Regions from separate parts of the Mus musculus genome. Here regions 1, 2, 3, 4, 5 and 7 are each linked to region 6. The links are chromatin contacts, called in public Hi-C, HiChIP or PLAC-seq and promoter capture Hi-C maps. All regions are on one chromosome and are shown on one strand. The core of a region is the stretch at or near the end of the contact, and the rest is flanking DNA. Distances in the headings are between cores, read along the strand shown.

The links. Promoter capture Hi-C pulls out the DNA fragments that hold promoters and counts their contacts. Hi-C and Micro-C count contacts between places; a contact is called where the count stands out from the background. HiChIP or PLAC-seq counts read pairs in DNA pulled down with a chosen protein or histone mark.
Region 1: an H3K27ac HiChIP or PLAC-seq map of bone marrow-derived dendritic cells shows a contact between it and region 6, with 22 times the contacts expected there. The contact joins the enhancer-like site here to the promoter of Arl4c in region 6. A contact is called at or near these places in 8 of 39 promoter capture datasets (the 3T3-L1 cell line, 3T3-L1-derived adipocytes, the C10 cell line and 4 more), 2 of 484 Hi-C or Micro-C datasets (both in embryonic stem cells), 9 of 115 datasets of contacts at active chromatin or transcription factors (T-cell acute lymphoblastic leukemia, astrocytes, bone marrow-derived dendritic cells and 6 more) and 2 of 9 other capture datasets (adipose tissue and liver).
Region 2: a promoter capture Hi-C map of hippocampal neurons shows a contact between it and region 6, with 11 times the contacts expected there. The contact joins the promoter of Agap1 here to the promoter of Arl4c in region 6. A contact is called at or near these places in 8 of 39 promoter capture datasets (the 3T3-L1 cell line, 3T3-L1-derived adipocytes, cranial neural crest and 5 more), 1 of 15 datasets of contacts at CTCF or cohesin (the NIH/3T3 cell line), 2 of 484 Hi-C or Micro-C datasets (embryonic stem cells and stem cell-derived neurons), 8 of 115 datasets of contacts at active chromatin or transcription factors (the NIH/3T3 cell line, astrocytes, embryonic forebrain and 4 more) and 1 of 9 other capture datasets (adipose tissue).
Region 3: a contact with region 6 is called in an H3K4me3 HiChIP or PLAC-seq map of embryonic forebrain, with 4 times the contacts expected there. The contact joins the enhancer-like site here to the promoter of Arl4c in region 6. A contact is called at or near these places in 4 of 39 promoter capture datasets (the 3T3-L1 cell line, frontonasal cranial neural crest, hippocampal neurons and 1 more), 8 of 115 datasets of contacts at active chromatin or transcription factors (astrocytes, bone marrow-derived dendritic cells, bone marrow-derived macrophages and 5 more) and 1 of 9 other capture datasets (adipose tissue).
Region 4: an HNF4G HiChIP or PLAC-seq map of pancreatic cancer cells shows a contact between it and region 6. The contact joins the enhancer-like site here to the promoter of Arl4c in region 6. A contact is called at or near these places in 8 of 39 promoter capture datasets (the 3T3-L1 cell line, 3T3-L1-derived adipocytes, cranial neural crest and 4 more), 8 of 115 datasets of contacts at active chromatin or transcription factors (differentiating embryonic stem cells, embryonic forebrain, embryonic hindbrain and 5 more) and 1 of 9 other capture datasets (embryonic stem cells).
Region 5: a Hi-C map of the MNK3 cell line shows a contact between it and region 6, with 5 times the contacts expected there. The contact joins the enhancer-like site here to the promoter of Arl4c in region 6. A contact is called at or near these places in 6 of 39 promoter capture datasets (3T3-L1-derived adipocytes, frontonasal cranial neural crest, hippocampal neurons and 2 more), 1 of 484 Hi-C or Micro-C datasets (the MNK3 cell line) and 8 of 115 datasets of contacts at active chromatin or transcription factors (the NIH/3T3 cell line, bone marrow-derived dendritic cells, bone marrow-derived macrophages and 5 more).
Region 7: a promoter capture Hi-C map of liver shows a contact between it and region 6, with 12 times the contacts expected there. The contact joins the promoter of Atg16l1 here to the promoter of Arl4c in region 6. A contact is called at or near these places in 4 of 39 promoter capture datasets (embryonic stem cells, liver and pre-B cells) and 2 of 115 datasets of contacts at active chromatin or transcription factors (bone marrow-derived macrophages and memory CD8 T cells).

Annotation. Positions count from the first base shown.
Region 1 is chr1:89,573,044-89,576,710 of GRCm38.p6, reverse strand. All of the region lies in intron 1 of Agap1 (ArfGAP with GTPase domain, ankyrin repeat and PH domain 1), which reads right to left. The region is part of intron 1 of Gm41914 (a long non-coding RNA gene); the gene reads left to right. Among named protein-coding and RNA genes, the nearest start is that of Gm41914, 6.0 kb to the left of the region's middle. Within about 2 kb of position 1,545, at least 47 of the 459 cell types and tissues checked have an H3K27ac peak or open chromatin away from gene starts, as enhancers often do. A contact at or near this core is called in adipose tissue, bone marrow-derived dendritic cells, bone marrow-derived macrophages and 1 more, where this site is marked.
Region 2 is chr1:89,452,598-89,456,463 of GRCm38.p6, reverse strand. It overlaps Agap1 (ArfGAP with GTPase domain, ankyrin repeat and PH domain 1), which reads right to left and starts at 1,653. Exons shown (of 18, transcript NM_178119.3): 1 at 872-1,653. The coding sequence starts at 1,034.
Region 3 is chr1:89,548,932-89,552,758 of GRCm38.p6, reverse strand. The region is part of intron 1 of Agap1 (ArfGAP with GTPase domain, ankyrin repeat and PH domain 1); the gene reads right to left. Among named protein-coding and RNA genes, the nearest start is that of Gm41914, 30 kb to the left of the region's middle. Within about 2 kb of position 2,533, at least 40 of the 459 cell types and tissues checked have an H3K27ac peak or open chromatin away from gene starts, as enhancers often do. A contact at or near this core is called in embryonic forebrain, neural tube and oligodendrocyte precursor cells, where this site is marked.
Region 4 is chr1:89,512,399-89,515,902 of GRCm38.p6, reverse strand. All of the region lies in intron 1 of Agap1 (ArfGAP with GTPase domain, ankyrin repeat and PH domain 1), which reads right to left. Among named protein-coding and RNA genes, the nearest start is that of Agap1, 59 kb to the right of the region's middle. Within about 2 kb of position 1,857, at least 32 of the 459 cell types and tissues checked have an H3K27ac peak or open chromatin away from gene starts, as enhancers often do. A contact at or near this core is called in embryonic stem cells, liver and pancreatic cancer cells, where this site is marked.
Region 5 is chr1:89,601,214-89,604,664 of GRCm38.p6, reverse strand. It overlaps Agap1 (ArfGAP with GTPase domain, ankyrin repeat and PH domain 1), which reads right to left. Exons shown (of 18, transcript NM_178119.3): 2 at 9-67. Among named protein-coding and RNA genes, the nearest start is that of Gm41914, 22 kb to the right of the region's middle. Within about 2 kb of position 1,599, at least 64 of the 459 cell types and tissues checked have an H3K27ac peak or open chromatin away from gene starts, as enhancers often do. A contact at or near this core is called in the MNK3 cell line, where this site is marked.
Region 6 is chr1:88,700,662-88,704,098 of GRCm38.p6, reverse strand. It overlaps Arl4c (ADP-ribosylation factor-like 4C), which reads left to right and starts at 1,908. Exons shown (of 1, transcript NM_177305.4): 1 at 1,908-3,437. The coding sequence starts at 2,435. The coding sequence ends at 3,013.
Region 7 is chr1:87,754,759-87,758,511 of GRCm38.p6, reverse strand. Atg16l1 (autophagy related 16-like 1 (S. cerevisiae)) reads right to left here and starts at 2,501. Exons shown (of 18, transcript NM_029846.4): 1 at 2,198-2,501. The coding sequence starts at 2,312. It overlaps Gm33517 (predicted gene, 33517), which reads left to right and starts at 2,766. Exons shown (of 4, transcript NR_157047.1): 1 at 2,766-3,187.

The DNA.
Region 1 (3,667 bases), core at 296-2,795, 870 kb before region 6:
CTTGGCAGCTGGCCACCCACCTCAGCCCTAAGCTTACAGAAGCCTTAGGCCTACGTCCAGTGCCATTTCTAGCAGGTCATCAGTTATGCCTCTTTCATGAACAATAGATTTTGCAAGTACTGGTTAGAGCCTATAAGCTTTATTTAGAGGAACCTCTTTGCAAGTCAGCAGAGGAATCGCCTGATTCACAGGCCAACTTTCCAAAAAACACAATTTGATAGCTAGTAATCAGGGTCACAGTCTCTTAGATGCTTGTCTGCTGGCAGCAGACATCACAACGCATGGTCCTTCCCTGGGCACAGATGCCCAGAGCCACAGAGAACTTCTTGCTGGGCTTTGGGAGCTAGCTTCTGGTAGCTGGCTGCCTGACAGGGCGATGCTGTATGTCATCTTCAGATCTTCTCAGCATGAGTCTCCATCCCATCAGGACGGCTGTTTCAGAGGACTTCTGATTTGAGATTTGTGTTCTGTGTACTGTCCCAGCCTTGGATGATGCAGTATGTGGGGACCCCAGCTTTCGTATTTTATAAGCTGAAGGTTGCAAATAGAATCTTGTCAGGCCTGTTATCCCAGAGACTCGAGAGGTTAAGATAGGAGGGACTGCTAACTTGAGGCATTTGTGGGCCACAGAAGTAGTTCAAGTTCCTCTAGGTAACTGAGCAAGACCCTGTCTCAAAACAAAAATACAGCCATAGGGTTTTGGCTCATTAATGGAATGTCTGCTGTCTAGCAGGTGCAAGGCCCTGGGTTCAGTCCCCATATCCAGCTCCCCCAAAGATACAGGGAGAAATGTGAATAAAGCACTGCTGAACCTGATGGCTTAGTCAAGAAGGGAGTGTATACTCCTCTTCAGGGCAGGGACATGCTGACTAAGCAGGAGGCAGGACCACAGGTCCTCTGAGCACCGACCGTCACGCTGCCTGTGCCATTCCTCATGGAGCAGCCACAAAAGTCAAGGCTGTCAACAGGCCAGAGACTGTGTGTGGCCAGACACCTGCTGGCAGTGTGCTTCTGTAAGCATTTCCATTGTGACTGGAGGTTCCTGGCTGTCACCTCAGTGACAATGTTACCACATTTTAGACACTAACAAGGAAGGAAGTCTGGTCAGGGAAACTTACCAAAACCAAATTTGGCTTGACTCCAGGACAAAGCGCTGCCCTCTACCTCCTGCTAGAAAGCAGCACTGACAGGACCAACGGGTAACGGTCCCCCAATGTGAGGGGAAAGCACAAGAAGTCTTAGTGCCCTGGTAGTATAGAGTATAGTCTAGCTCAGTCCCAGGGAGTCCTTGATGTCAGGTAAGCTCCACAGGAGGTGATACACACCCTACATGATGCAGTGGCCAGGACATGTATCCTCCAGCTGCAGAAGGCTGAGCCACCAAGCAAGGGAGACCTGTCAGTCCTGCTAGGTGCTGACTGACTTCCAACAAGAGGCCAACTGTTCACCTGCTGCTAGTGGTGTCTGTACATGGAGCTGGCCTGAGTACCAGTAAGGCTTGCAGGAAGGAGAGGAGGAACCTGCAGAGCAGAAGGTCAAAGAAGTAGGAAGCTGTTTGCTAAAAGGAAGCAAGTGCCAAGGGCTGAGAGCGGGAAGTGAACAGTGCCCACAGTACATGGCAGGGTGACACTGAGAGAAAGAGGTTCCAGGCCAGGCCCCCTCATTGCTGTGACATTCTGCAGGACAGTCTGTTGTTACAGAGCCTCCTTACAGGCAGCAGGCCTCTCCTCCTCCCACTTGATCCCAGTAATACCCTTCCTGACTATATCAGCAAAAATGTCTCTACGTGTTGGCAAATGACCCGAGGCCAAGACTGCCATGGGTGGGGCACATCTGCTCCAAAGGTGCAGACTCTACACTGAGCAGAAACTAGAGGTGCCTCCCAGCCACACTTTCCCACCTCTATGTGGGTGAACAGTAGCCACCATCTCTAGCTGGGCTTCCCACCTCTGCATGGGTCAACAGTGACCAGAGGCTCTAGCTGGGCTTTCTGTGAGAGAGACTGCCTTCTTTCCAGGAATCAGCCATAAAACAGAGCAGCAATAGTGAGATGCAGGTCATCAGATCACCCATCATCCTGTGACGATAGACAGGTCATCTACCAAATACTGAATGAACAAGTCTTGTGGCCATGAATAAAATGCTGGGGGCAATTTTGTAGATGTTTACAGCTAGGCAACAATACACTCATTTCATCTACAGATGCCCCAAGTTAGGTGTACAGGGGTCAGGAAAAGACCAGCACTGGGATGGTTTATATATGCTCAGCCCAGGGAGTGGCACCATTAGAAGGTGTGGCCCTGCTGGGGTAGGTATATCACTGTGGGTGAGGCCTGGAAGCCAGTATTCTGCTAGCAGCCTTCAGATGAAGATGTAGACCTCTCAGCTCCTCCTGCACCATGCCTACCTGGATGCTGCCATGCTCCTGCCTTGATGCTAATGGATTGAACCTCTGACCTGTAAGCCAGCCCCAATTAAATGTTGTCGTTATAAGAGTTGCCTTGGTCATGGTGTCTGTGCACAGCAGTAAAACCCTAAGACAAGCACTGACCAGCTTCTCCAAAGCCTCGGGATCCTACACTGTCACTGCCCACAGAGACGCCATCCTAACAGAAGCTAACAGAGCCTTCTGCAGAAGGGCCAGAGAGGGACCCAAACCCAGTCACAGCTTTTCAACACAGCCTGGAACAACTGAGGACAGTCCCAACCCCAGCTAAAACCGTATCTCCACCTACATGGACCAGCGAGAAGCTGTGGTTTTCTAGCATGCTCTACAGAGCATCCACTGTGAATAGCTTCACTACCACACATGGAAATGTTCTATGTGAAGAAGACTTAAGACATTAAGTCAGATCTATGAGCCATCACTTTACAGAAATGAATTCAAGCAACACTTAGCACAGCAGCTCCTACTTAAGAGTGACTCCCCAAGGACTCTACATGGCTACAACCACAGCATGCGGAAGGATTCCCACCCCATCTTCCCTCCCTCCAGCCTTCCCACACATCAGCTGTGTGCATGCAGCCAAGGAAAAGAAATAAGAGGCATCAACAAATGGGACACACCCCTCACTGGCTGTGAAGTATGTCCTAGTGTCACAGAAACTCTTTCCCTAGAGGGCTGGAAACATCTACCCCTTTCTTCAGCGCATCGAAGACAAGCCAAAGTAATGGCCCTATCACAATCCAGCCTGGAGGACTAATGAGTTCGTCAGGCTTTCTCATCGTGGATCACAAGTTGCTCACGGGAGGGTGGCTAACCCCAATACAGTTGCCCAGCAGAACGCCTTGCCCCAGCATGGATGATGCCTTCCCAACAGAGGCAGAGTTAGGTCTCCTTTCTGCTGGCCTTTCAATCTATAAACTCCAGTACCTGCAGAGACCCCAAGACCACATGCAAGTACAACAGAATTAGCAGTACACAGGACTAGCTTAAAGCACAGGACAGAGTGACTGAGATTCGGTGAGGATCCTCTAGGAAGGACCATCAAGAGTTAAAGAGGCCTGATCTTGAGAGTCACCTGCATGTAGAGGTGGCAGCTAGGCAGAGAGGAGGGCACTACTCAGCAGATGTTAGTAGAAAGCCAAGAAAGGAATCCTTGGGCCACCCCATCTTCCTACACCGAAAGGTTTAACAGGTTTTCCTGGCACTTACATGAAGATTGAA
Region 2 (3,866 bases), core at 404-2,903, 750 kb before region 6:
CAACCCAAGGAAACAGGTCAGGCACCTAGTAGGAGAGAAACGGGAGCCATGGGTAGTCCAAAGAGAGCACAAGCCAGGGCAAAGCCACCGGCTCCATCCTCCCCTGCAGGGATACTGCCTTGCCTGACACTGGGGGCTCAAAACAGTGTTCTGTGCAAACACAGGCTTACAGGCAGCAAGATCATCCACTTTTCCGCCCCTTGGGTGGCTCCCAAGTAGCCGACGGATTAAAGTGCCCCTTTCAGCAAGACAGTATCAAGGTGTCCTGCCTCCCAAGAAGGGTTATAATTTGCCTCAGGATTTTAGTACAAAACGGCCAGCGTTTGTACAACGCCAGTCCGATCAGCACTGGGGCATGATACTGCCTGGGTCCCATTGGCTTCCTACATGTGCCACCTCCCCTGTATCCGCGAACTGGAGGGGGGGGGGGGTAGCCAGCCATGAAGCAACTGAATAAGCTGGCCGGAACAGCATCCCCAGCAGCAGCGCTTCTCAAAACACATCTTCAACGTCCACGAAAGACACTCAGGCCGGGCCTGATAACCTGTCAGGGATCCAGTGGCGCCATCCCAAGCAGCTGCCCCCAGGCGTCTGCTGGGCCCGGACGGGGCTTGCGGGCCGCCCCGGACGTAGCAGCACCGTGCCACTTTCTCACAGGAGAGACTCCATTGTCCATTATCAAATGAACGCTGACAACCCATCTTCCCTGGCTGACTGGCCGGCCTTGCGGGACAAGAGGCACCGCAGTGCTCTCTCCGCCGGGCAGCCGCGTGTGTACACACGCAAGCACACACGCGCGCACACACCCCGCCGCGCCAGGGGCGCCCGCTCCCCCGCGCTTTCCAGAAGCCCCGGGCGGCCTGGCCCTCACCTTCGATGGCGATGACGTGCTCCCGAATCTGGTTCTGCAGCACCGGCTCCTCCACGCGCTCCAGCAGCTCGTAGATGGAGTAGATGTTGGGGTGGACCGACTCGAAGCGCTGGATCTCGGCCCGGATGGCAGCCGAGTTGGCCAGCTGCTGCTGGTAGTTCATGGTGCAGGCGCGGCGCCCAAAGCCGCGCGCCCCCCGTCGTCGCCGCCCCGCGCCCCGGAGCCCCGCGGGCCACCGAGACCCGGGGCGCCGCAGCCCCCGGGGAGCACGGAGCCGAGGAGGCGCAAAAAAAAAAAAAAAGAAAGAAAGAAAGAAAGAAAGAAAGAAAGAAAAGAAAAGAAAAAGAAAAAGAAAAAGAAAAGAACGCTGAGGATGAAGCAGTAGAGGGGCTCAGTTCATAGCAGGGACCAGCGTCCCGGGTCAGCGGGCCGTCCGGGAAGACCGCGGCGCCATGGAGCGCGGCCGGCCGCGGAGGAGGCTCGCTCGGGCGCCTTCCCGCGCCGCAGCCGCCCGCACCCCTACACGCCGGCCGGCCGAGCAGCCATTAAAGCGCAGGCAGCACGGCGCTGCGAGCGCCGGGGCCGAGGCCCCCGGGCAGTGGCCGCTCTGCTCCGGGCGCACGGCTGCGGCTGGGTCCGCGCGCTTGTGAGTGCCGCGCTACCGCGCGGGCCGGGGCCCTCAGCTGCCCTGCGCCGTCCGCCAAGCCGGGACCGAGCTGTAGGCGCCTTGCCAGCCGCGGAGACCGCTCCGAGCGCCGCCCGCCGCTGCCCGGCCAGCCCCCTCCCTGGCACGCAGGGCTCTGGCCCACGTCGGCCCCGCCCCCGCCTGCGCTCGCCGCCCTCCGGCCGCCGCTGCGTCCTCGGCGGCGCTTCCCAGCGCGCCGGATCCCGGGGAATTGCGCCAGACCCCGCCCCGCGCTGCCTCTGGGCTTGCTGGGACTTGTAGTCCATCACGCCGGCCGGCCCGCGCGCGTGGGGTGCGCTGTGCGATCGCGTCGCAGCGCACTGGGCGGGCCCCGCGGGACGTCCGGATGCCGCTACAGCCCGCGGATCTGCGAGCTGAGAGCCCTGGTCCCTCTCGGTTATCCCTACTGCCCCGTGCCAGCCCCCGCGCCTCTGTACGGGGAAGGTGGCGCACGAGCCCGCCCGCCCGCCCGCGCTTTTGTTTGTTTGCCAGTTGAGCGCTTAAGGAACCTCTGCGACGCGCGGGGTCCCCTCCCCCCGTCTGGCAACTTTCTGCCTCCTTTCTAAACCCAGCAGGATAGTTACTTCCCTTCCCATGGGATACACGGGAGTCCAACGCTTCATCAATAAACTAAACCTGAGGCTGGGGTGGTAGGTGAGACGGAATTCCACGGGGGCTTCTAGGCTTTTCCACGAAAATGTTGCACAACTGAGTTGTAACCTCCACGCCGCAGCCCTCCGAGCGCCCGACACTAACCCCACTTTAGCCCAGTCCAGGAGCCCATGAAGCTAGACCGCACTGCAGCTGAGAGCTCATGCCAACGACTCCAAATGAATTAGATTGTTGTAGATTTCCAAGGATCCAGGACGAGTCCGAGGCCGTAAAGGTCCTGGGTCTATGCACTGTCTCACCATGCAGGGGTGTTTTATAAACAGCCCACATTCCTGATTCAAATGCCCTGGGCTTTACCTGGTTCAAATGCAAGCTAATGGGCAGCCCAGGGCCCCAGGCAGCCTAGCTCTTGGTTCTTGGAACTCTTCCGAGTTCCAGTGTTCCTCAAGCCAGTGTACTGTTCAGCCTTCCTTGTCCCTAACACAGCAGAGGCCCTGGCTTGTTCTGTGCCTTGCCTCTATCTTCGTCCTTAGCAGAAACACTAATAGAGATGCTGGCATGTGGGTTCATTCTACTGTTCGTCCCTACTCCACCTTGAAACCCCAACTCTTTGTGAAATAGTTCCAGGACTCCCCTGCTTCACATCTGGCTTCTCAATCTCTTTGGGGGTTCCTTTGTACTTCTCTAAGGTTTAAATATGGATGATGCTGGGAGTCAACCTTAGACCTGTTTTATTTGCCTCTCTTATGCCTTTGAATATCATATAGAGGTTGATGACACTAAATTTTCTGTCCCAGACCTATCCACCTGTCCCCTCCTCATCACATCCAACTTTTGGATTGAACATGACTTTTCTCCTGTTGGACATCCTGTAGTCTCAGCACTTAAGAGACTAAAACCAGAGGATTGCTGTGGACCCAAGGTGAGACTCTGCTTTAAAAATATAATAACAAAATAAAAATCAGACATCTTCCCCATACCTGTGAACCTCTTCCCACCCCAGTCCGAGGCAGTACAGACCTTTGTTCACTAATTTGAAAATGCAGTGTGTGGTCTTTTCTTCCCTTGTTCTCTTAGATCCCAGAATGTCAGCTCTGCCTTTGGACGGAGCCAGAATCTTCTCGCTTTCTGTCATCCTGCTGAGGCTTCATTATGTAGTCTCGGATTAGTGAATGAGACCTAACCTAGGCATCTTCCCTTTTCCTGTTTCCTCATTGACCAGTCTCAAGAAAGTAGTTCTAGTGAGCCTCTAGGCCATGGCTCTCCTCTGGTCACAGCTCTCCCTCCAACGCCACCCATCCTCCCTGGCTCCCCCAGCCCTCCTGGCTTGCATGCATACCACAAGCTGGGTAGAGTCTCCATTTCCACAGCTTGTGTTTGTTTTTATTTTGAGATTTACATATCTCTGGCTACTCTCAAACTTGCTGTTTAGCCAAGGTTGACCTTGAATTCTGATCTTCTTTCCTCATCTGAGCTGCATCTCCAGTGTGCATTATCCTACTAAGCTTGTCAATTGGTCTACCACAATCCCAAGGGACTGATTAGAAGACACAAGACTCCATTATTCATAGCAACAACAGTGGACAGAGTAGTGGTGGTTTTATATGCCCATGAACTGACTTCCAAGTCACACAGGGTTGTATCAGGGGCCAGGTGACACAGGGTGGCTCTGTATGAGCAAAACCCTGGCCATAAGAG
Region 3 (3,827 bases), core at 1,284-3,783, 850 kb before region 6:
CTTCTGTACCCAGACACCCGGTTGTGTGGCAAGCTCAGAATTTCTTCTGTGTAGTCACATGCATGGCTCAGTGTTCAGAATAATCTCTGGCTGAGTCTGGCCTCTCTCAGGTTGCCTAAGATAACCTCTCTATCCATTTCCCCATGTGAGGAGACACTTCCTCTTCCCACTCAGAATAATCAGATATACACTGCCCTCTGGCCTAGAACTTTCCCCCTGAAAATCATAACTACATTTTGAGTTCTCATGGTGTACTGGCAAACTTGTATCACAAGAGCTTAAAGAGTGTGGCTTACCCTTAGTGGGAAAGGAAGTGGCCTGGGGTAACCATCATGTACATACATGCAGAACCAAGGTGCAATGTGTAATTTCAGTGGCCTTAGGCTGCTGTAACAAAACACCACAATCTAAGAAGCTTACCAAACAGAAAGGCATGGTCTCACAGCCCTTCTGCCCTAGGCCTAGCTCTGGTTATTTTTGGAGCAAGCTGTGACATTCCATACCTGGTAGGCACAACATCGCAACTTCTGTCTTCATTCTCACCTGACACCTGCACATATGTCGTGACCTTTCTACAATAAGGACACCAATCAGTGTCACTTATTCACCCTTAATGGGGTGACCTCCCTCTAATGAATCACATCTGTAGAGACAACATTTCCATTCTGGAAATCACACTCTGAGATACAGATGTTAGTAGTGCAAAATATGTATTTAGAGAGAACAAAAATAAGCCCAACAGGTCGGCGATGTGAGGACGGGGTCCAGCTGAGTTACCGTCAAGCCTGAGGGGCAGGTCCTGGAAAAGTGAGAACCCAGCCTACTGTCTCTACACGCTGACAAGGAGAGGGCCAGCCATGATAGATGTCAAGGCCCCAGGGGATGCTTCCTGCCGTCTTTTGGTGTCTGTGTCTTCTGCTATCCCTTTGACTTTCCTACCACAATCATGTCCAAGACTGTAAAGCCTCTGCCTCAGTGTACCTTAAACGCAGAGAGAAAGTGCAGCCATTTTCAGTACTATTGCTCCTCACCACCTCGGGGTGACAGACGCCACCCTGACACAGCACACATTATCAAAGTCCTGCAAAGACCCAAGTAGGAGAGACTCAATGCCCTTCCTAAAGCAGAGAGCAAAACAGAGCTGAGTGGTGAGGCTTTCCTCAGTCCTCAGTTCTTCCTCAGCAACAGGGCTTTCAAAGGACTGGAGAGCAAGCATCTGTCCTTCCTAGATCTACCTGATGCCAGTCTGTAAGACACCACACCCCACACAGGGACACTTCTCAGCAACCAGGGCCCCACTGCTCAGCGCTGCTGAAGGGTGGGGTCATCCTAGAAAAATACTGACCAAGTAACTCCCCTAAAGGGTATCTTCTTTTCTGTCTTCTTTCTGACATGCTCCATGACCCTGTGACTGTTGAGATGACAGCATGGAAGAAAGGATGCATTTAACATATCTGAAGGCTCATAACAAATTTTAAAGCAACGTGCTTTCCAGGTGTATCTGTTACCAAGTTAATCCTTCTTCAGTCTAAAAGCAGAAAGAAGATGAAGCAAGTCACACTTACTAGCTCAGGGATGCAAAGCCCACTCGTCCATGGGTACCACTTTCTCCCTTGGGCTATCCTAGCCAAACAAGAATTACTAACCCACTTTCCAGCCAGAGACTCCAAGCATAGAAGGTCCAGTGACCTCTCCAGACACACACTAAATAAAGTCAAGGCCAGAAAGGCAGGGCCCAGAGGCTTTATGGGCAGCCCTGGGGCTGCTGGCGAACCCAGGAAGTAGCATCACAGAAAGGAACCATGGGAAGGCCAGTCCTCTGAAGAGAGTGCTCCATGGGCACTCTCATGACAAGAGACCTTGCCAGTCCCTTCAGAGGACAGATAGGTCAGGGCAGACATCAGGGCTTCTGATCTTCAGAGGACAGATAGGTCAGGGCAGACATCAGGGCTCAGTCCTCTCTTCCCCAGCCATGTCAGCAGCCTCTTTCCCTGGCCCTCATTCTGCCTAGCTTCTCCCTACAACTGTACAGCCCAGCTACTCATCCGTGCCCAGTGCCTCATCCTTTATGTGTTTCAAGTGTGAACTTCTGTTTACCTCTGTGATAGCAGTCTTTCCGAGCCCCCAGGCACACCCTGGATTCCCCTGGGATCTGGCAACACGGTCATCACCACAGACTTTGTCATCTATTTACGTTTAGAAGGAAACAGTTTCCACGTGTTTACTTGCAAGGGTGGTGAACCCTGATGCTGCCAGTCTCTAAGTCCTGTGGATTTCCCTTGCGCGTACTGCCTGGGCATCACTGACAGATTAGCATACGAAGGAGTGTCACTGGGGACCTGTCAAAATATTTTTTTGACAGGCTAAAGACGCATTTTACGACGGGATTCGCAGTTAGCAGAGGGTGGCTGGCAATATGTTTCTGCAATCTGCCCACCGCGCAGAGGCAGCTCTTTGTTTTGATCAGGCTGTGGCTCCGTCACTCCGTGTTCATACATTATGCAGACCCCAAACAGCAGGGCCAACACACAGACCTCGCTCAAATAATTAGGAGGAGGCTGCGGGGCTGAGCGTTGCCATGGCACCACAGGGAAAGATGGTCGCATTCCGAGAAGGATGAAGGCGACGAGAGCAGCTGAGGACAGCAGCGAATGAGCACCGTCACCTTCCATGAGACCTGCAGCAGAAATCACCCCATACTCCCCAGACCAACCCCCTAGTCCTGTATCTAATATGACTTAGAGACCACATGGACTTCCCAGAACGCACTGTGGGAAATGTTTATGCAGTAAGGCTATAGAACCCTATCTTGAACATCTTTTCAATGATATACAGAGAAATGTGGGGGAAGAATCCCACCAGAAAATAAAAAATACAAGGGCTATGTGATAAGTCTGTGGGCTTCTAAAAAATAACTTTCTCTTCGACACGTGTTTTGTTTAGCAGAAATATTTTTCATATAACTGTATTTTGAAGTCTCAAGTTCATGCCACGACCATAAGGCTAGAAAAATGAAATGTAAAACGGTCAGTGACATGGAGTGATGCGGTTGCTATCTTGCTTTAACAAGGCATAAAATTCCCTTGAGTAAGGGTCACTCATGAAGTCAGCCATGTCAGATGGTCAGTCATTTCTAACTCGTAAAAGCCCTATGTGGTCCCCATGTAAACTGGACACTGCCAGCCAATGTTCCTCTGCCCTTCTCTCCTCCCCAGTCAAGACCATCCCTACAGCCCACTGTCTTCCTCATTCTCCACAAAGCCAGCCATGTTGTATCTAATGTAAGAGACAGGTCGTCTGAGACCCAGCAGTCCTGTCCACCTTCCTTTGAAGATCCCAGCTTACTCTTTCCTCCCTGAACAACACAACTCCACCCACTTGCTCTTTAGCCAGCCCTTCCACCCAGCTTCCTTCCTGCCAAGCAAGTGTCCTAGAAGTGACGAGTCCCTTCTTTCTGTCTCACCACTGCACCTACACTCCCTCTGCTCATCTAAGGACACTGCTGGCACTCTCTGCTCCAACAGAATCTCCCTGCTCTTCAGGAGAAGAGCCGCAGACACAGGGCAGTAGTTCCCAACATGGTGGTTGACCCACGTATGCTGGACACTGGATCTGTCCTCTCCCTACTCACCGACCAACTGCCACACTGTGGGCTCTTTGTTCCCGTGTCCTACTGGACCTGCACCTTCTTCGCTCAGTAAAGGATGGCTAGAATTCCATCAGCTAAGGCCACTAGCTCCACCATTGCCTCTGCCGTCTTCCCACCTCCCACGCCACTTCCCTTCCTGGCGATCCTCTCCCTCCCTCCAGGGAAGAAGATTCCAGGA
Region 4 (3,504 bases), core at 608-3,107, 810 kb before region 6:
TTTAGTAAAACAACAATAGCATCTCAACACACAATTACCTCAGTCCACCTGCACCATCCCACCAAGGGATGCCCCCCAAGGGATGTCTCTGCTGCCCCCCTCCCGCTTCCTGTCTGGTGACAGAAGTAGAGTGGACTTAATGGCTGGTTCTTACTTTTTGCTTTTCAATTTTATTATTTTAGATTATTTTATTTCACTCATATGAATATTTTGCATAGATACATGGATGTATACCACGTGTGTGCCTGGTGCCCACAGAGGTCAGAAGAGAGTGTAGTATCTCCTGGAATTGGAGTTAGAAATAGTTCTGAACTACTATATGGGTGCTAGGGATTGAATCCAGGTGATCTACAAAAGCCACAAGTGCTCTTAACCACGGAGCCGACTCTCCGCTCCCTTCATGGCAGTTTCTGGAATGAGCATCCACACGGATGCTCACCAGTCAAGCTTAAGAAGGCTTAAGGGGCAGGTTTCAAAACACATTCACTAACTAACTTCCCAGCACAGACTCCTGCCAGGAACCAATAGCAGCTTTTAGAGACTTCTGACCTAACACCAGTTCCATGGGCTAAAACCCCAGGATATCCACATTGAGACCCCAGGGGACCTGCAGGAAGCCCCATGACAACAGAGAGCAGGCCTCTAAGTGAAGAAATTGTGTAGGCATTGGGGAAAGCTGGACAGATCACCAAAACCTCTGGAGCTGGCTCCAGTCCTAGGGCAGAAGGTGACAACCTCCCAGCTAGCTGGCCTCAGGGATGGGCACTGCATGTAAACGAATTTTAGAACATACATTGCACAGGGTAAAGCGGCCAGCTCTACCATCTCAGAACTGAGCCATCACTCCTGACTTCCTACTGTACAGCGGCCAAGCTCACCCAGGGGGTGACTGGCTGCCTCATCTACATACATCCTCATGCAACAGTGGACCTGGACCTTGAGACCAACAGCCTTGTTTCCAAACTTACGTTTCCTTCTGACAGTAATTACAGAGCTTAACTAAGCATCATACCAGCTGCTCGATGAGTTTTAATAAGACTAACTGCAATTATATCGTCTGACAAAACATTGCATACATGGACTAAATCACTTCAAGAATGGTTTTCCTCTGCAGAACAAATAGGAGGATGTTGGGGAAAGACTTGATGAAGATACCTTACCTTTGAAAACAAGGCATCTGCAGAGGCATAGGCAAGAGCACTTAGAAGCCTGAATGGGGACAGTGGCGGCCACCAACCAGGAGCTGCTTGTTTATTTACATACATTCATCCATACCCTAAAACAACCACAGTCTGCACCAGGCGGCTCCCAGGCTTGGTCCCTCTCACCCTAGCAGCACATGCTGAGCACACAGTAGGTCCTCATTACGGGCAAAGTCAACAGTGGGACTGTGAGGTCTCTAGAAGGCAAGTCATATTCCAGGCCCAGATGCAGAAGGTGGCTATTCCTCAGGCAGGTGAAGTCTGAGCTGGGACGAAGGCCTTGCTGTAGACAAAGGGACAGGAACAAGCACAGACAAGCAAATCACAGAGCAGGTGATGGGCAAGCTCGGAAGAGGAAGGATAATCCAGCATAGGGTTGGGAAGCCAGGAGACTTAGGGTGTGGCACAGGTGGGAGAACCCAGATATTGATGGACACCAGTCCCATGACATGGAGAACATCCCTAGGGGAGAGCAAGCAGAACACAGGAAGGTTCAACTGATGGTTTCCATAGGGGAAGCCTTCAGGCCAGGGCTGTCCATAGGCCAAATGCCATTCCCAAAATACGCTTACAGAAACCCTGAGTCACAAGGCACAGCTGGGTTCTGGCAGCTGGTATAGCCAGTTGACACAGGACAGGACGCAGTCTCCCCAGGAGCTCAGTATGTTTCCTCATTGACGTCGTCAATCAAAGCACATTGTTCTGACCCAGTCAGTCACCAGCTATGTCCCACTAAGGCCAACAGCACATGTCTGGGCAGAACTCAGACCTGTCCAAGATAGGAAGTCACTTTCCCTTCCCTGCGTGCTGACTGTACCCTTGGGCATGTAAACAACCCATCTCTAGAAGAGAGGCCTTCACAGGCCCCATGTTTCACAAAGGTCTTATGGTGTGCAAGAAAGCCTGGCAGGCTGTGCATACTTGTGATCCCAGCACTCGAGAGTCTGAAGGTCAGTGTAGACTACACAGCAAGACCTTGTAGTCCAAAACAAAAGTAGCGGAAAGCCAAGGTTTGCAGGATCAGATATCAAGTGTACATGGTTGTTAACACATCAACTGTGGTCGCACACTGTCCTAATGATGGCAGTAGTCCACAGCTGTGGTAAGGTCTCCGCAGCAGCACATGGCTGGCTCCCAGGAGTCAGGAACTCCTTTTTGGTTTTGTTTCCTTTATGAGACAGGGTCCCACGCGGCCTCCAGCAAGCTCTGTAGCAGAGAGGACACTGCCTCCACCTCCTGAGCGAGGATAAGCGGTAACAGGTGTGAGCCACCACACCCAGGGTTTCCTGTACTGTCGGCAAGCACCTGGCTACCTGAGCCATGTCTCCATAAGAATGAATTGTTAATTGAATTTAAGTAGCCAGAGGTAGCTAGTATCTGCTACACGGTAAGGCGCTGAGCTGGGTAACACCTACAGAAAATCTCCAATGTTCTGCTATAAGCAAAAGACACCTAATATGTCTCTGTAAGAGAACAGATAGAGCCAGCATGGTACTGTATACTTGTGATCCCATCACTGAGGAAACAAGCAGAGGCAGGAGGATTGCTGCAAGTTCCAGGCCAGTCAGGGACATACAGCAAAGCTTTTTTTTTTTTTTTCAAACATACAATTTTTTTTTACAAGTTAATAAAAAGGTAGACAAGAGAGGAGACACTGTGAATGTAACAGTTGAGTTTAAAATCCAAAACTACACCAACTGGGGGAGGATATGGGGGAAACGGGGTCAGCTCAGTGCTGCCCACAATGCCCACACAGTGCATATGAAAGCAATCACTGTGAGTTCTTTCCATTCTCGGTGCGTCTGAAATGCTCAAGAATAAAATCTTGTAGAGGCTAATCATCCAGTAGCCACAGGTCCTTGTAAAGCCTTCAAGTCTAAGTCACAGGAGGCCATTCCACCCAGGTCAGGGAGAAGTGTCTTCACAGCCACATCACCGACATCATCCGTGTAATTACGCTGGGCAGGGGTGAGCCCTGAGACTGCTGGGCCAAATGCTGAGATGCAGAATGCTAATGAGGTGAGTGCCCTCTTGCTTCTGAGAAAGAAACACAGGATTCAGAGGGTCTCCTTCCCCACCTTGGTTTACACATACCACAGGGCCAATGACATGTTCACACTTGTTCCTAGGTGACAGTCCAGGTTCACACTTAGCCACACTTCTGTTACAAGTTAAATGGCTCAGTATTACAAGAGCCTGAAGTCTGGGCACAGCCAGCGCCACACAGCATGCTCGGGCATCAGGACAGAAGCATAACCATCTGCAGAAAGCAGGCAGCGGGTCGCAAGTATTTGCTCTGAGC
Region 5 (3,451 bases), core at 350-2,849, 900 kb before region 6:
CCACTCACCACTTTGAGCTCCGGTACCGATCGGCTGAGTGTCCATTCCTGGCTGTTCACGAAAGCATCTGTAATAGAGGATGGGAAACGTGAGGAGACATGCCACAGAACTCACAGAAGTCAAAACATTCCCTAGATATCATTTTTGGTAGAGGGACCACCTAAGCAGGGTCATACCAGCCGCCCATGTTACAACTACCCTGGAGGCCAATACTTGCCCAAGTTCACACATTGTCTGGCCTCAAGGCTGTGGTGTATAACACATACTGCACTCAGCAATGCCAAAGGCTCTCACCCTGGCCCTTACTCCCTCACTCCAGCTCCAGGCCTTCCTAGTGTCCACAGCAGACCTGAAGGCTGTCCTGGTTCTCAGCACAATGTAGAAAAACAGAGGCAGGAGCCTGATTTGCCTGGGCCTGACTTGGTGTCAAGCTAGATTTTCATCTGTTTTTTTTATTCTACTGAAACAGTTACTTTCCTGAAATCTCTCTCTCTCACACACACACACAAAGGATATAGACAATGGCTAGAGCCAGCAGCAAGATTGCAGGGTGCAGAATATTTGGATCCTCAGAAAGAAACCAGACAGCTATTCAGCGAGGGTGACTCGGGACAGGTCAGGAAGAGAGGGCCCCTCAGTACTGAGGGACTCAAGCAGGCTGCCTTACACCTCTCCACCTCACACCCAATATCCCGCTTTGGCTCACAGGATTTTCACGTTTCCCGTGTGCCACCGCCTATCAGAAACGATAGCCTGAGGTAGTCAGTACCTACTGCAAGCCAGTCACAGGTTTCATGTCTCTTTCCAATATAGCTCACTCGTTAATCTTCCTCAAATGCTGACTCCTGTTACCTCTTAAGCTGTCCAAAAAGCAAAGTCCCCCACAACACATTCAAGGTCAAGTCAGTCATCGTGCTCAGGAGGATGCTTGGTACTCAGACCCAGCAGGTGTCAGGGCTGGAAGCCATGGCCTGCTTCTCCTCTGTCGGTGGCTGGAAAGGGTGAGGGGTGCCAAGCAGGCCAGGAAGACAGTCCCCTGACACCAAAGAGGCTGCAACCAACACAGGACAGACATCCCTGGCCCTGCACTGACCTAGAAACCCCCATGTCTAAGGAGCCGAGTCACCCAGAGGAAGGTCTCTGCTCAGAGAAGCTAAATCAGGAGCACCGGGTGACCTGCAGAAGCTACAGAAGACAAGACACATCCATACTGTAGCCTTGTGTGACATCTTTGCAGAATGTTCATTTTTGTGGCAACTAGGTTAATAAAATAGTTGACTTAATAGAAGGAGGGGGAAGGGAGGGGGAGGGAGACGGGAAAGAAAAGAAAAGAAAAGAAAAGAAAAGAAAAGAAAAGAAAAGAAAAGAAAAGAAAAGAAAGACTAAAGAATCGACACAGTTTCATCATGAAACCTTTCTTTAAAAAACAGGGCCCAGTCTGAAGGAAGGCAAGGCTGGCATGGCTCAGGGCCAAATGAAAAGTGACACATGCTTTAGTCAAAGACGTCTGCACCACAATCTCTGTCACCTTCCTCTGTGTGGTTTCTCAGCGACTGAGCCTTGTGCCACAGACAGCAATGGAAACACAAGCTACACAGCACCCACACAGAAACCTCCTCACCCAGCGGGGAGAGGGGGCCGAGGCAAACCACAGCTCCTGTCTCTCTCAGGTGACGACAGAGCAGCTGCCTGGCTGCTTCAAAGAACGACTCAGGGCATGTCTGCATACACTGCCCAAGGACCTTCCCAGTGGACAGAGCCTGAAGGCACAGCTGTTTGTGGGCTTTCTTATTACGCACATAGTAGGCCCAAGATGGATGTCCTGCGCTGAATGAAGCTGGTATGATATGATGCACGCCTGCAATCTCCGCACTTGAGAGGTGGGACCATAAGGATCAGAAGTTCAAGGTCCTCCTAGGCTACACAGTGAGCTCAAAGTCAACCTGACCACCCCGACTCAACACCCTCACCAAAAACAAAGACCCAGAGGAAACTGCGGTGCCCACTTAACACCTCACTCCATGGAATACAAGAAGGAAACACATTCACAGGCACTGGTTTAGATAAAGTACTACTGCACTGCAATTTAACAGTAGGGCAGAGATTACACTGGTGGGCGTGGGTAGCCCACTGAGCCTTCTGCTAGGTGTGGGTCAGGCTGCCTGGCTCCTGTTTGATGCCACAAGTGACCTCCACTGTGGCTTGTCATTCCTCATCACAAACCAAGCACGGCTTCGATTACCACCCCCCCCCCCTTCTGCAGTGCAGTGCAACCAACACAGGGCCTCCACACACTAGACAACTGCTCTAACACCAAGCTATGGTCCCAGAACTTAACAGTCTTTAGTCAGCTCAACAAAGGAAAAAGTGGGTGCTGGGTCCTGACCTCCCTCCTGTGGTGACAGGCTACAAGGACTCCAGGTTAGACATGTAAAATGTGACATCAGTTCCTTCACTAGTCTCGTTAATCATGACAGTGGGTTATGAATGATAGCCAAGTGGACAGAATAAAGGTGCAGGGACTGTGCTACCCACATGGGCTCCAAGATTCATGAGGACACCTCAACTACCTCAACTGTAGCTTGTGCTAGCAGAGGAAGCACACAGGAAGGCCAGAGGATGAGCTTCAGGGGTCAGGGCTGCCTTCATGCTCCTTTTGAGAAGCCCAAAGGTCAGCTCTTGCCCCACAGGAGACCTGTTTCAGCAAGGGACACCATACATCTCCACAGGGCCCATCCACTTTAGGGACACAACAGTGCCATCAACTCCACTGCGCACAGATGCAGACAACAGCCTCCCTAGGCCTCTGCCTGGACTTCCACTAACCTCAGTTCCTCCTGGCTACATCCAACTCCTGGTAGAAACTAAGGAGCATGGAGGCCAAAGGCACCCTGAACCTCCCTGAACCTTCCTTTTCCTGAGAGGCCTTAGGCTCATTCAGAGCAAAGCCCCATTGCCTACTACAGGGAGCAGGCCACCAGCAAGGATGGAAGGCAGAGCAGAAAACAGGTCGCTGGTAGGCTTTGTCCCTCTGATGGCTGGTCTCTGTCTATGAGACAAGCTAGAAGTACAGGTCAGAAGAGCTTGAGCAATGATGATGTCACACGGTTCAACCCACGGCACCCAAGCATGGTCACATGGGCAGAAATCAGCATGATGTCATCACAAGCCTGTCAGATCTCCACAGCATCTTAAACGATCGAAGATCCTATAGTGAGCAGGGCCCAGCTGGACAGAAAATAAGGAAGGTGGCTGACTGATGGATGAACTTGAACTGGGGCAGCCGGAACCCACCGGGTCCTCACCTGTAGCCTGGAGGAGCCTCCTTACAAATGGCGAGTTTCTAAGAAAGCTTTCAATTCCACAGCTCCACTGGGTGCCTTCCTGGGGCCTCAGTACCTTGAACTAATAATAGTTCATTAATGCCCTTTATCAGGCCAGACTCTTACTG
Region 6 (3,437 bases), core at 659-3,158:
AATCCATGCTTCACAGCAGACACCCACTCAGCCATTTTCACTGCCCCTCAAGTCATTTATTTTTGTCTATCTGCCCTTTTGGGGTCCCTGAATTCTTCTGTGGGAACCACCACATTTTAGGCTGGAGCCATGTCAATCCAAGTATTGGATCTGAAGCAGACGAGGCAGGCCAAAGAAATGTGTGTTCTGAACTTTTGTTGAAGTTGAACTTTTGTTGAAGGCCCTTTCCTTCTAGGTCCCAAACAAAAGGATGTGAGGCCACAGGAGTTAAAAGGATGGGCACAGAGGGAAACTGAGGACGGGTGAAGATTTGGCCTAGTGTCTAGTGGTGAGCTCCAGGATCCAGCCATGCCAGAAGAGAAAACCCTTATCCTAAACATTTTCCATGTATCCAGAACTATATTAATGTATTTATCACTTTGCCAACTCAATTTGAGATTAATTTGAGACAAATTTTTGTGCCCCTGTTTTTTTTTGGGGGGGGGGGGGAGGGGGTGCCCATTGGAAAGCATCCCAGAACCAATGCATCACTGATCTTAGGCAGGCTGTCTGCACTGAGGTCCCCTTAGCAAGTACCAGCACACAGACCTAAATTTCCTCCTCTAGCAAGCTGGACAGGTAATCTGAGTGGACCTTGCCAGCACCAACATCCATCACCAGTCCCTGGGCTTGAGTCTAGCTGGTGGAAGCCTAGACTGGCTTTTGGAGTTGTGAGAATTAAAAGATGGAATTGAACAGGTGTGATTTTTCTCACAGGCTTTAGTACAAATGAAATCATGTATTATAACAGCATTAGAAAGGAAGGTTCCTCTCTCTCTCTCTCTCTCTCTCTCTGTGTGTGTGTGTATATATATAATTTTTAAGATCACAAATGATAAGCATTTTTATTTTCTTTCCCTGGATTACATTTGCAACCTTTTCTGACCCAGAAGCCTGACCTACACAAATGTAAACCATTTTCCCCTTGGCTGTCATCTCTAGTTCCCATCATCATCAAACCTGTGTCACTCATAATCACCCCCCCCCCGACTTCCCTCCACATGCAGAAATAATATTCATTTGCTACGTTTTACAAGGTAGGATAAAACCACTGAATGGAGTCACGAAATGGAACCCAGAAAATATGTATTTGTGACTCATCACACCACCAGCTCCAAGCTAGCTAGGGTCTTCTAGTGACCTAGCTTTCCTGAAGCCTGGTCAGGTGATTTGGACCTCCCCCATCCCCTACCCTCACCCCATCCCTGGTAGGTTCTCAAGGTAGAATGACAAAGGTTGCTTTAAGACTAACCTAATCTGGGATGTCAGCAGAGTGGAGGGGGTGGGGAAGGGGTGGGGAAGCATAAAGCAAGGCTCCAAAATGGGTGTCTGAGAAAGAAATGTCTGGAGTTATCTAGGCAGGTGGGTGGTAGGTAGTCTTAACTGAGCCTCCTGGGCACACCCTAGACTTAGGGAGCATACGCATCAAGGAAGAATAGGGACCAAGACACTAGGGCACCAAAGAGCGTGAAACCACGCGGTGGAAATGGATTAGGAGTGGGCAGCAGCAGGGCTGCAGGCTCAAGGAGGTCAGCTCCTCTCCTCCGCCCTCCTGCGTCGGTGCCGCAGTCTCACCGCCCTAGCCCTCTGCAGTCGCTGCCTTTGCCCGGCCAGCTGCGGGCTAGGCCCCGGGCGGGGGTTCCGGAGCCCGGAGCTATTTTTAAAAGACGCGTCACCGGATTGGGGAGGAAGAGTCCGCGTCCAGGCCCACAGTCGGCGCGCGGCCGGCGGGAAGGGTCGCCTGGGCGAGTTTCGAACGATCGGAGCGCGCGAAAAGACGCAACCGACCGAGAAGACCCCGCCTGACCCCGGGAGACCGCGGGGCGTGGCGGGCGAGGGGCGTGGCCTGTGGGCGGGACTAGAGGGGCGGGGCCGGCGCCCTCCGGCCGCAGCAGGCTGGTGGCGGCGGCGGCGGTAGCAGCAGCGCCTAGTACTGCAGGGACAGCAAGGCAGCTACGCTAACTCGGACGCCGGGGAAGCCCGCGCCCCGCCTGCGCCTTTGCGGCGCTCCCGGGAGCCGGAGCTAGAGCAGCTCCGAGGTGCGCCGAGACCAGAGGCTGCTGCAGAGCCGCGGTGCGGGAGAGCCGCAGGTCGAGCCGGGCTACCGCGCAAGGCGCAGACATCCTACACCGCGGCGTCTGTCCGTGGCGGCTGCGCGAGAGACAAAGCCTCCGGAGAAAGATGCCCGCGGAGCACGCACCAGGCGGGCCAGGGAGCCGGCCCCTCCGAGCCTAAGCGCGCCTGGCCGTGCGCCGCGGGGACGCCGAGACCCCACCGGGTCCAGCAACGGGCGGGGCCCAGGTGCGCCCGGCCGCAGAGGGCCTGTGACTGCTCGGGGGGCGGCGCCCTCCCGCCGCAGCCGCAGTCGCAGTGGCCGGCGCCGCAGCGAGGAGCCATGGGCAACATCTCCTCCAACATCTCGGCCTTCCAGTCTCTGCACATCGTTATGCTGGGCTTGGACTCGGCCGGCAAGACTACGGTGCTCTACCGGCTCAAGTTCAACGAATTCGTGAACACTGTGCCCACTATCGGCTTCAACACCGAGAAGATCAAACTGAGCAACGGCACTGCCAAGGGCATCAGCTGCCACTTCTGGGACGTGGGCGGCCAGGAGAAGCTACGGCCGCTGTGGAAGTCCTACAGCCGCTGCACGGACGGCATCATCTACGTGGTGGATTCGGTGGACGTGGACCGGCTGGAGGAGGCCAAGACGGAGCTGCACAAGGTGACCAAGTTTGCGGAGAACCAGGGCACACCGCTCCTGGTTATCGCCAACAAGCAGGATCTGCCTAAGTCGCTGCCGGTGGCCGAGATTGAGAAGCAACTGGCGCTGCACGAGCTCATCCCGGCCACCACCTACCATGTCCAGCCGGCGTGCGCCATCATCGGCGAGGGCCTCACCGAGGGCATGGACAAGCTCTATGAGATGATCCTGAAACGCAGGAAGTCTCTCAAGCAGAAGAAGAAGCGGTAATGCGCTAGAGCAGCGATCTGGAGCAAGGCTGAGCGAGCAAGCCAGTGAGTGAATGAATGGACGTCTGGGTTGAGCGAGAACCCGCGAACAAAGACAACGAACCAAAGCGATGATTCGAATTTTTAAAACACGATCTCTGTATCCAAATACAGGACTTGGAGACTTAAGCCGGGTGTGGAGGCTGCATAGCCACCCATCTCGTCACCTGCCCCACCCCCCCACCCCAGCTCAGAGGACCTTTTGTCTATAATGCTTGAGCTACCGGTGGGATAGGGTGGGGGGGACCGGTGGGGAGTGGACGTGAGGACGCAAGGGTCCCGTGGTGTGCCCTCTGGCCCCAGGTGGGAAGCTTGGATGTCAGAGAGACAAAAGCGATTTCTTCTTGCTCCAGCAGGGCCAGAAGTTCAGACTGCCCAGCCCCCAC
Region 7 (3,753 bases), core at 1,252-3,751, 950 kb after region 6:
AAGAGGGTGTCATTCAGTTTCACCACAGATGGACATCCTGTGAGAAGGGAGGGTGGGGCTTTTAAAGGACACCAGGCATTTAAGAGGGCTCCTTCATAAAGGTTTTCTCCTACAAAGAAGGATCATCAATAAGGGAGTCCACACTTACCCAAGGCCTCTTCTTGTGTTTCTGTTCAGGCTCAGACAGAACTACACAAGGAACACAAGGGAGATGGTCAGAAATGACCAGCTTGAGAAGGCTAGAATGAACTAGGTCATAGTCAAACTAGAAAAGATATGACCAATGCCCTGGCCTATGAAGAAAGATATAAAGAAGCAAAGGTTGTCTGCCCAACCTGCTCCATTGGCCTCCCATGCTGTGTTCTCTTCTCAAACAGCTATTCCGTGACTGACTGAGGATCAGCCAGACCTTACGTTCTATCCAGCACCTTCCCTAAACTGGCAAATACTAGTAACAACCTAAAATAGCGTGAACAGTAGGATTAGTTTCCTAAATTACAGCTTTGTAGTCTATCTAGTGCCTTCACTAGCCTAGCAAGTACAAAGATCCCACCCTCCAAAGTCTATAAACACCGAAAACTTCTTTCTTCTGTGGTTGTTGACAGATGTCCCAGATTCCTCTGCTCTAAGTAGATAGTATTATTTAAGGACCTGATCACCTGAAATTCATCTCAGCTCATCCCTCATTAACTTGGAAAGAATCTTCATTATTTAAAATATTTCCCATCTCTGACTGTTCCAATGGTTTGACACTCTCCTACCAATAGGTTATCCAGTTTTGAAATTTAAAAAAAAAAATCAAAACAAAACGAAAATGACTCAAGTTGTCTCCAAGATTATTATAGATGTTGTTTAATGCCCTTATATACACTCTATTTTTATGAAGCAGGCAGGGCATATCTTCACTCCCATTTTAAAGATGCACCAAACTAGAAATGTCTGTAAGGACCTAGTGAGATCTCTGACCCAATCTGTCAGATTTTAACTACATTATCTTTTAAAGAGAAACAAGAACGGAACCCATAAAACGTGTAAACAGATTCCTGGGCTACATTAATAGCCATTGCTCTCCCAGAGTGCAAGGAAGCAACACACCAGAGACAGCGTCCCTTTCCTGCTCTCCTTTTAAAGGGCTAAGTGCTGAGAAAGAGCCATTCCTCAGGAGAGCCAACAAAGGCAAATGCACAAGTGTCTTAAAACCAATGTCTAACCTCAGCCCCAACATTAACCCATACTGCAACTTCATCATCGTTGGCCTTGGTGCTTCATAAAAATTTAACATGAAACAATACATGCCAATTACTTAAAATGCTCAAACGTGTGTGCAAATCGAACCACTCAGGAAGCATAAAAAAAGTATGGGACTATTTTATCTTCTGTCATTTATACTGACTTAATTAGTCTGGAGTGTTTTTGATTGTCAAGTACATCCCCAGATGATTCTAACGTGTAAATAACTACTGATTTATCCCCATCAGAATGCAAATAGCAGTACTACGATTTCAAATCCCACTACCCGCAAAAACTTAGGAAGACTATGCCCAGGCTATCTCAGGAAGCAGATGGAACCTCAGGATCGAGGAGTGTCAACGCATTCGTTCAAATGTGAAACAGATTGGCTAAATTGGGAACACGAGGCACGAAAATGATCGTTGAGAACCCGCCTTAAGAATACAAGATACTTTCGATCCTTAAAATTCGCAAAGAGCGGCGAAGAGACCACTCTTTTTTTCTCACTTAAGGCTTTCAATAATAGCAAATGACCCAGTGGACAAATCCTAAAACTCAAATGTGTACCAACAATATGGAGAGGCCTGAGAAGTCAAAAACCACTAGTTCCACAGCATTCCGAAGAGAACGTCCATCTCTCGAGTTAATGCGTAAAGTCAATCTCTGTCTTGAACTCGATTCCTTAAACACGACGTTTTTGGAGCCTGACTACCTAAGTGCATCGGCGCCGCCTGGGTTATCGAGATTTACAACTGCAAACGATGTCTGTGGAAAGAACCTGGAAAAGGGGAACCCTCCATGATCGCGCCTAAGGTTTAAGCCAAAGAAGGAAGGTAAGCAACGAAAGGGCTCGAGACGTGCGGGACGCCAGGTCCCCGACGAGGCCGCCATGCGCGCGGGCGGAGCCGGGGTTCTCGCTGCCACGGCGCGTTCCACTCCCCGCCCCGGGCCCGCGCGTGCCGCTCACACTGCAGAATGATCTCCTCGAACGCCTGCCTCTGCAGTCGGTCCCGGCGCCTCAGTTCCTCCGCGATGTGACGCTTCCAGCGGGGAAAGTCTGCGGCGCGCAGGCCCGACGACATGCCGAACGCTGCCCCGGCGCCTCAGGGCGGCCGATCCGTGCCGACACTGGGGGGCTGCAGGCTGCAGCGTGCTGCCAGCCGCCAGCGAACAGAAGCCGGCCGCCGGAACCTCACCTTCCCACACAGGGCACCCGGAGGCGATCCGGGAAGATTTTCCGGTCTCTGCCGGAAATTATTCTGGAGAAGGCCGGAAGGCCCGCCTCGTAGCCCGACGTCCTAGGCCGCGCGCAAGCTCCCGGCCGAGACTTCGCGGGACGCTCTCAAATGACGCAACCTTGAAGCCGGAAGCGTCGGTGATGAGAGGCAGCCGCTGGGAGGCACCCTGGCTTCGCGGAAGAAGACAGGAAATGGGGTGGTTTTGTCCGGGGGTGTCTGTTTCCTTCCTCCTTTTACATTGTGTGTGCATCTTTTTTTTTTTTTTTTTTTTTTTTTTTTTAATTTCAGCTCAGAAGTGGGAGCTCCCCTGTGTATAGTGAATGATTGTCGTTGAGTGACAACCTCCCTAAGTATTAGGTGCCTAACCTGTAAAATGGGGGTAGTAATGGTATTTAACCGGAAGGTGAAAAGCCGTGAAATGTAATTTCTCTCTGCTGCATGGCAAAACTGTCTTCACATAGACAACTGCGTCCCTCCAAGACCTACGCAAACTGAATTTTAGCTCATGCCTGTGTGTGCCTTCAAGGCTGATCTCAAACACCTAGACTCAAACCATCTTTTTGGTCTTTTGGTTACTACGCTCTCAAAGGATATGAATCAATTGAGAGACACAGTTTAAAGAGAAATTTAGCAAAGTAAACACGCCAAAGAGAGGAGTGGATTTTTTTTTAAAAGATATCTTTGTTGGGGATTTATTTTTTTTTCTTAATGAAAAGGAGGTGAGTAGCATAATTCATGGAGTAAGGCCACCCATTTCTCTCTCAAAACAAGGAAGATTGGTTCAACCTTTTAGGGTACTTCTGGTTTTCCAGAAAAGCCCACAGGTTGAGGCTGGAGGAATGCAGACTGTAAACTCATACACACACATACTCACACACACACACTCGCCGTGGAGCCTTGGGTAGTATTATTATCACTTTTTTTTTTTTTTTGAGATTCACAATTTTTCTTTATATACATTTCAAATGCTATCCGGAAAGTTCCCTATACCCTCCCCCCGCCCTGCTCCCATACCCACCCACTCCCACTTCTTGGCCCTGGCATTCCCCTGAATTGGGGCAAATAAAGTTTGCAATACCAAGGGGCCTCTCTTCCCAGTGATGGCCGACTAGGCCATCTTCTGCTACATATGCAGCTAGAGATACAAACTCTGGGGGTACTGGTTAGTTCATATTGTTGTTCCACCTATAGGGTTGCAAACCCCTTCAGCTCCTTGTATGCTCTCTCTAGCTTCTCCACTGGGGGCCCTGTGATCCATCTTATAGATGACTGTGAGCATCCACTT